Regions from separate parts of the Sus scrofa genome. Here region 2 is linked to region 1. The links are chromatin contacts, called in public HiChIP or PLAC-seq maps. All regions are on one chromosome and are shown on one strand. Each heading gives the region's core, a stretch centred on a gene start, on an enhancer-like site or on the middle of the called end of the contact. The rest is flanking DNA. Distances are from core to core; before and after follow the strand shown. Region 1 holds the start of TDP1 (tyrosyl-DNA phosphodiesterase 1). Region 2 holds the start of PSMC1 (proteasome 26S subunit, ATPase 1).

Region 1 (4,149 bases), core at 1,067-3,566:
CAACCTGACATAGTGTCCTTGAGGAATGGGGGTTTGATCCCGGCCTTGCTCAGTGGGTTAAGGATCTGGCGTTGCGGCAAGCTGTGGTGTAGGTCACAGATGGGTCTCAGATCCGGTGTTGCCATCGCTGTGGTATAGGCCAGCAGGTGCAGCTCCAACTGGACCCCTAGCCTGGGGACTTCCATATGCCACAGATGCAGCCATAAAAAGAAAAAAAAAATTAAAGTTCAGGTCTTCAGGGCAGTGCTTATGTGAAAGTGAAGGAGGCAACCAACCACATTACTGCAACGTTAACAAACACTGCATTAAGCTATAATGCCAAGCAGGATAAAAATCTAAAGAAATTCTCCCACCAAATGCCAGCTCATAACATGAGAGCGTTTAGGGACTGAAAAAAAATTCGTGAATGCAAATGGATACTCCCCTTAAAGTTGCAAGTTTCTCCTCTCCCTCTACCATCCCAGACCCAGGGAGGGCATTATCTTACACTTCCAGCTGCTCCTTCTTACAGAGCTTGCTGACTATTAGGAAGGCATGGGAGTCAACTGAGGCCAGGTGTGGCCAGTAATGGGCAAATACGGACCCCAGTTTTAAATCCAGTCATTACTAGATGGCAAATGAACACTTTGGCAGGTTACTTAACTGCTGCACCTCAGTTTCCTCCTCCGTAAAATGGGTATCATACCTACCTCCTGTTCCTTCAACAAATATTTATTGTGCAGCTAGTATGTGCCAAGCACTGAGAATAAGAAGTTAATATAGAAACAGTCTCTGTCCTAGAAAAGCTTGTTTTTCAGGGGGAAAGAGACGACACAAAGAGAAATGAACAAAAGACAAGATATCTTTACAGGTATTCACTACATTTTATAGGTAAGAGAGAGTAACAGAGATGCCCTTAGCTTGGAACATTCTAACACTGACGTGAGCTCTGGAAAATGAAAATGAACCAGCCAAATAACAGTAGGGGAGGGAAAGAAGAGCATTCCAAGTGAGGGAACCCAACCTGTGAAGGCTAGGCGGTGAGATCAAGGTTGTAGTAATTCCAAAAACAGAACGACTTGGGCAAGGAAGACAGGTAGGTGGTCCAGGATGAAGAGGGTAGGCAGGAGTGAGGGGTAAGCTAAAGATCCTGCATTTTATTCTAAGAATAGCCGGACCTCACTGAAGGGCTTTAATAAGCAGGGGAGTACCGTGGTCCAATGTGCCTTTTAAAAATACTACATTCCGTACAACTCTGTACCGAGAATCGTTGGGAGGAAGACAAAAGTCGAAGGAATGAGCCTCCTGTTGGAACTCGGGTAGCTGAAGGCGGTGGGTATAGTGAAGTAGGCTAATTCGGGGGTACGTCGAGGAAATAAGGACAGCTACTGACTCTTCTGGACGCTCACTACGGGCCAGGCACAGCTTGAAGCGCTTTACTGGGTATACACTCATTTTACGCTCGCAACACGACTGTTTCCCTTTATGATGAAACTGGACACAGAAAATCTAAGTGCCTGGCATAGAGTAAGCGCCCAACATGCTAGCTGCCGAGACCATCCACCAGCTACGTGGAGAAGCTGAAATTGCAATCGGCGGAGGGGGACTCCCGCTGGCTGGACCCCGGTCTCGGCAGGACCAAGTGCTCGCGCCAAAGAGGCACTATTAGTGGAGAAAGCCGAGGCCCAAGAGGAGACCCTACCTAGTGTCTTTACAAGATGCTCCGCTCCCCTCGGGATCCGCCTCCAGCCCCACCAGGCACTGAAGAATTCGCGAAACCCGGCTGCCCGCGCACCAGGCCAGAAGGAGCAGAACCACGAGCCCGGTTCCCGCAGCCACCCGGGACCCACCAGAGGCCGCGGAACCCACAGCCTCCATACACGCACCTGAAGCCCCCAGAGCGCGCAGCCGCCTGAGCCCCCGCCCCTTTGCAGCCGCTCGCGCCTGCGCGCAGTTCGAACCCTCCGGGCCGCGGCGCGGGTCTCGTGGCCCTGCCCCTTCCCCTTCCGGGCCGTCCACCACCGGGTCCTAAAGCCCGCTGGATCCCGAGAGGTTGCAGGGGGCTTCCTCAGGAAGGGGCGGAGAGACCTGCCCTCCCCTAGGTCTCCTCTTACTTCCCGGCCACGTCTCCTAAAAGGGGGAGACAGAGAAAGAAGTGTTTCCCCCAGTTCTTCGTTGGTTAATTAGCAAAACTCATCCCCTCTGCAGGAATTCTCGTAGCCTCAGGTTGCCGGATCTCGAGGCAGAGAGGTTTATTTTAAAGGCAGCGAGAGGCTCTCAAGGTTCAAGGAAGGGAATGGCTGAGACCGGTGTCCTGGGAGGAGCGGGCTCTCCTGGGGCGCAGACTGTAAAACCTGCTGTAAAATAAAAGGTTAAATGAGCTCCCTCAGGCTCAACCTCGAATGCCTGTTTTTTCGCAGACACAGGCGTGTCTGCTTCTGTGTGTGTGTGTGTGTGTGTGTGTGTGTGTGTGTTTGAGTGTGAGTGTTGTGGGGGGGTTGTTTTTTTAATCTGATTAAACCGATTTACCAGGAGAGGGGGCTGAAGTAACTCCTTTGCAAAATGGAACCCTCGCCAAATTCCTTGCCTTTGATAAGGATATTAGCTCTGGCATTTGAGCTCAATGGTGTTTTTTATTAATTATTCTCGGAGTTTTCTTCAAACCAGGCGCCTCTCCTAGAGGACTGAATTGAATAACTTTGGTTCGTTTACTGAATGTCTGCTTTGTGCCAGGCACTATGCTCCAGCGCTAGGGTCATCCAGAAGAACAGAACAGACAAACTAGCTACCCCGAAGGGCTCGACCCCAATGACTTGCTGATCTGCACGTGAATCTTGGACTTGACTTGTTTGGATTGGCTCCTTTTACCTTCTTTTTGTGTCTCCTATAATGTTTAGCATAGCGTCATTGAGAAAAATTATCGAAAGTAATTTACTGCAAGGTATGGAGGCAGAAGATGAAAATAATCATGCAGGATACGCTGAAACACTACCTAGCTGAGCTGGGTCCCCAGTCGCGCGCCAAGAGTTAAGGGGACAAGAGGGGCGGAGCCAAGGCTAGAAGCCGGCCTGGAGCCTCTCCGCCATAGGCTGTTCCAAGGAAACGTTATTAAACAAAACCTCTGGCCAATAGAACTGCGGGATCAACGCCGGTGGCTCGCAAGATGTCCAATAGGAGAAGAGGTTGGAGGTGCCCTGAAAAGTTCAGCTTCCTGAACTGCGGTGGGCTTGGCAAGCGATCTCCGATAAAGAGGGCTCTGGCCTCGGAGGTCGTGGATTCACCTCTCTGGACTTGAGTGTGGCAGTCGCGATGTTTTTATCCCAGGCTGGGGCCCAGCCGCGGATGTGGGAAGCCAGCCCTTCGGAACACAAGAAATGGGTGGAAGTAGGTGTCCAGAGGGCTGAGTCTCGGACTTTAACTGGACCTGGGGCTCTCACTTCCATCACCCCGCCTGGCCCTATCTCGGCCGGGTTGCACAGATAAGGACTGTGTCTTGGTTAATGGCTGAGCCTAGGGCTGCAAGCCTTCTGGATCCCGGTCCAGTGTTCTAGCTACTTCCAAGTTCCTTGTTTTCCTTGTGACATCGTCTATTTGTGATAAACCTGTAATCTGCATCTCTCCTCCCGCCTTTCAAAGCCAGTCGCTTGGCCTCACCTTCCTTAATCCAGGATTTACTTCGGGTTAGAATTTATGCCAGGGGTTTAAAGGAATTAATCTAGCGATTAAGTCGTTTGCACTTTTTGGCGGGTAAATTTTAGCGCATCCTTAAGATTTCTTGAGAATTAAAATTAGGTAATGAAATTCCATTTCTGAGCCCTACTCCTCGGCTGAGTTTTAGATTTGGGAGGTCTAACTTAATATGTAAGTAATAAAAATAATAGAAGAAATAGTTTCTGCCTTATTAACTAAAGATATTTAATGTTCTTTAGGTATTTAAAGCATGCGATGAAGATAACAAAGGCTATCTAAGCAGAGAGGACTTTAAAGTTGCTATTGTAATGCTGTTTGGTTACAAGCCCTCCAAGGTAGAGCTTTCTTTTGTATTTGGGGCTGGGGCAGACAATGCAGTAGTGGGTGGATTCTAAATAATGTGCGGAGGGCCAGCTTGGGATGTTTATAAAGCAAACTGCTGCCTTCTGAATAATTTCAGAGATGTATCCAGTGCTATAT
Region 2 (3,994 bases), core at 536-3,035, 260 kb before region 1:
CCAGAGGATGTCTTCCTGAGCGGGTCCCAAAATTCTTTATGTCTAGGGCATTGTACATGTTTCTCAGCCTCAAATAATAACAAGCAGGCACTATATGCAGTGCGCTAAACAGACTGTTTTATCCTTACAGACGCTATGAAGTCAATACTATCATTACCCCTTGTTTACAGATAAGGAAACTAAGGCTCAGAGAGGTTAAGTGACTTGCCTACTGTTACAAAGCTGATCAGAGAGGTAGCCAGGAATCACACCCAAGCCCACCAGACACCAATACCTGTGTTTTTCTTTCTTCTTTTTTTCCCCCCCAGTCTTTTTAGGGCCACACTTGCAGCTTATGTAAGTTCCCAGGCTAGGGGTTGAATCGGAGCTGTAGCTACCGGCCACAGCCACACTCGATCCAAGCCACATCTGTGACCTATACCACAGTTCACAGCAACACCGCATCCTCAACCCACCAAGTGAGGCCAGGGATAGAACCCGCGTCCTCCTAGATAAAGTGGGGTTTTCTACTGCTGAGCCACGACGGGAACTCCAATATCTGTGCTTTTCTACTGCATGGATATTCAGTACATCACAGCAAAGACCTACAGGGTTTGTGTTCTAGGATGGCTTCCTACTCAAAGTTTCCTCCATGGTAAACTGAGGACAATAATAACAATTACCTTAAGGGACTGTTGAGAAGAATAATGAGCAAATGCTGGAAAAGTACCTGCCACGTAATTATCATACTTAGAATATTGTTACCTCCCCAAATCCTTCTAAGACCTACAAGACTATGTGGTCAGGACTTCTTACTGTTGACCATACAGGCTAAACATATTCCCATCTCAGTCAGGCCCTTTGCACTCGCTGTTCCTTCTGCCTGGATCAGTTCCCCTCAGATATCTGCATAGGCTACTCCCTCATTTTATTTAGATCTCCGCTCAAATCTCACATCCTCACTGGGACTCGCTGATACCCCATGGAAAACAGCCAGCTCTCCCCATTCTACCCCTTCTACATAACAGCCACAAGCAACGACCGCCCATCTGGCTCTATCCCGCCCCCACATCCTATCACACATTTATTCCTCTATTTTTTGTCTGCCTTCTCTAGAATGCAAGCTCCATGAGGCAGAGACTGGGTCAGTTATGCTCATTCCCTGTATCACCAGCATCAATTCGTGAACTAACAAAAATGCTAGCTGTTTTTATTATTACTAATGCACTAAGGGGCCTTTCCCGCCGAGCTCCACCTGTTAGAAAAGCGTCGTAAGGCCTCCCTCAAATGCCCCCACTCCGGGTTTCTCCCACGACTGCGCTCCCACTCTTCAGCTGACGCGAATCCCTCCTTCGCTCTAGTCGCACATCCCTCCACCCGGGCGGCTCCGAGAGCACTGGCCCCAATCACTTCAAGAGGCTCCCGCTGACACTACCCGTACTAGTCAGCAGAGCCCCAGCCCGTGGAGGGGCAAAGCCGCGGGACCCGACCCGACCCTCTCCGCCGCCCCTGTGGGCCGTCTGGCGGACACTCCGGGCGGAACCCCGGCCCCAGGACCCCGGGGAAAGGCCCGCTCGTTGGCCCCGGCCCGTGGTGGACCTGAACACTGCCTCCAGGAGCCTCAGCCCCCGCGGAGGCCGGACCGGCGGGCAGGGGAACGGGCTAACCGAGTGCCTCCACCAGCCGCCTAGTTCTCTCGCCTCGAGTCGCCCTGATCCTGTCACACCGCCACCACCAGTCGAAACCCTTAGTCACTCACCATCTTGCTTTGGCCGCTCGAGCCGCTGCTGCCGGAAGTGCACTGCCGGGGCGGGCCGTCAGGAGCGGAAGTTGAGAGGGACGCTACGGAAGCCCGATAGGAACCAAATCCCTTACGGACGAAGTCACACACTAAGGGCTAGTGCGGGCGGGTGGGGCAGTGATGTACTAACTTGTGAGATGTGAGCCTTATGAATATTTAACTTGAAAAAGCTTTAAAATCGCAGTTATTAGGTTGTTGTTAACAACCTAAGACAATGACCTCAACTGTCAAGAAACTAAGACAATTGTGAAAATCTTTAAAATATGGCAAAAATCAAACTGAGAAAAACTTTACTGCTTCAAGAACTGGAATGGCATTTGAAACCGCGAAGCTGACATACACTTTTGCACCAACATTTAAGTTCTAATTTGGTCTCTGGAATTAAGCTGCTCGTCTGAGAGTACTTCTTGGTCTCAGGAATCATCTGTGTGTCTATTTTCTGATGAATTCTAACTTGCGATGGTGCTAAATCTTGTCTCAAAAGTCCTTATCTTGCGCCCAGTTTGTAAAGTTCATTGTTTGTTACGTCCATCAAGACATCAGAAAGATGGCAAGCATTCTTTCAACCTTTGGAAACTGCCCTAACAGGTGCTCAAGATTCTGCATCTTGCTGAACTGAAGAGATGGATACCACGCACACACACACCCAGATTAATTCAGGCATTTTAATTTTGAAGCACTAAAAATATTTCCCTAATGCACAGCAGGAAATTAGTCTGTTTCCTCCTCATTAAGATATTGTAATAGAAAGTCTTGACACTGTCAGTCTCCACTAACAATTCTGGCATCTATATGATACATGAAATGATAGACTAGGTTAGGGGGCGGGGCCACTCTCCCTTTATGGATGTTGAAAGCGATTTCTGAGTTGAACAAAATGTCTAGGCAATCTGTGTGAAAGGTGAAGAGGTGCAGTGTCCCTGAAATGGCGTCACATTCAAAGAACATAGGCTAACAGTCAAGGCTTAAGAAGTTATTCGGCTAGATATTCGCCAAGAAGGACTTCTTAAGGCATAGCAAACTCATCCCCCTCTTTTCTCCCCAGCACTGACCCTCTCAATAGTCTCCATCCAGCTGACAGCCATCAGTGTATGGAAGAAATCAGCCTGTTGGAATGCCTCTTCACAAGATACTAATTTTTGATTTAAAAAAGAAGAGCAATTAAATAGGCAATCAACCCATTGGTTAAGAGTGTTGGCCTCCGCTTCAGGTCTCCTTTCTGGCCTCAGAGCTGTGTGGTCTTAGTAAGCTATTTAACCCCCTTTGTGCCTCAGATTTGCCATCTGTGAAATAGAGACCTTAACAGTTCCTCCCTCTTGGAGTCCTTGTTTGAGGACTAAAGTACTTAGAATTCTAAGCATAGGATACAATTATCAGTAGCATTATTTTTAATACACAGATTGCTTCTGGCTTCCCCATTCTGTGCATGTATCAGATGGTCACATATCCCTCAGAAAATTTATAATCTATTGGTGCAGGAAACTTCAAACATGTTTTCCTCCCCGTGTCCTCCAAAACATTTTGCAAAACCATGTATTCTGTGACACGTTTCTAAGTTGGCATCTAAATTTCATTGTAAGTTTAAATAGCTGCAAAGGATCCATATGTCTGCACATTGAAAGTCTTGACATTTCACTATCTACTAGGGAAATCTAGCTTGATAGCTTGATATCTAACATCCATTTGGAATTTAGGTACACAGGTTCATCTTTATCACTGAAAATTCTTCTCCCCTTAAGGGATTAATATCCAAAATATATAAAGAACTCATACAACTCGACAACCAAACAACCAATTAAACCTCAATGAGATATCACCTCACACCTGTCAGAATGGTCATTATCAAAAAGACAAGAGATAATAAGTGTTGGCGAAGATGTGGAGAAAAAGGAACCCTCATGCATTGCTGGTGAGAATGTAAATGGATGCAGCCACTGTGGAGAATAGTATAGAGATTCCTTAACAAATTAAGGCTAAAACTACCATGTGATCCAGCTGTCACACTTCCAGGTGTTTATTCAGGAAACAAAAACACTAATCTGCAAAAATATCTGCACTCCCATGATCATTGCAGCATTATTTGCAATAGCCAAGATATGGAAGCAACCTAAGGGTTCATCCATGGATGAATAGAGAAAGAAGGTGTGATTCGCATACATATACTTATATAAGGGGATTCTACTCGGCCATAAAAAAAAAAAGATGAAATCTTGC

What was found. HiChIP or PLAC-seq counts read pairs in DNA pulled down with a chosen protein or histone mark.
Region 2: a contact with region 1 is called in an H3K27ac HiChIP or PLAC-seq map of alveolar macrophages. The contact joins the promoter of PSMC1 here to the promoter of TDP1 in region 1. A contact is called at or near these places in 1 of 47 Hi-C or Micro-C datasets (liver) and 1 of 2 datasets of contacts at active chromatin or transcription factors (alveolar macrophages).

The regions. Positions count from the first base shown.
Region 1 is chr7:111,765,261-111,769,409 of Sscrofa11.1, reverse strand. TDP1 (tyrosyl-DNA phosphodiesterase 1) reads right to left here and starts at 2,316. Exons shown (of 17, transcript XM_005666389.3): 1 at 1,866-2,316. It overlaps EFCAB11 (EF-hand calcium-binding domain-containing protein 11), which reads left to right and starts at 3,153. Exons shown (of 8, transcript XM_021099597.1): 1 at 3,153-3,363; 2 at 3,909-4,004. The coding sequence starts at 3,289.
Region 2 is chr7:112,025,695-112,029,688 of Sscrofa11.1, reverse strand. It overlaps PSMC1 (proteasome 26S subunit, ATPase 1), which reads right to left and starts at 1,785. Exons shown (of 11, transcript NM_001244151.1): 1 at 1,739-1,785. The coding sequence starts at 1,741.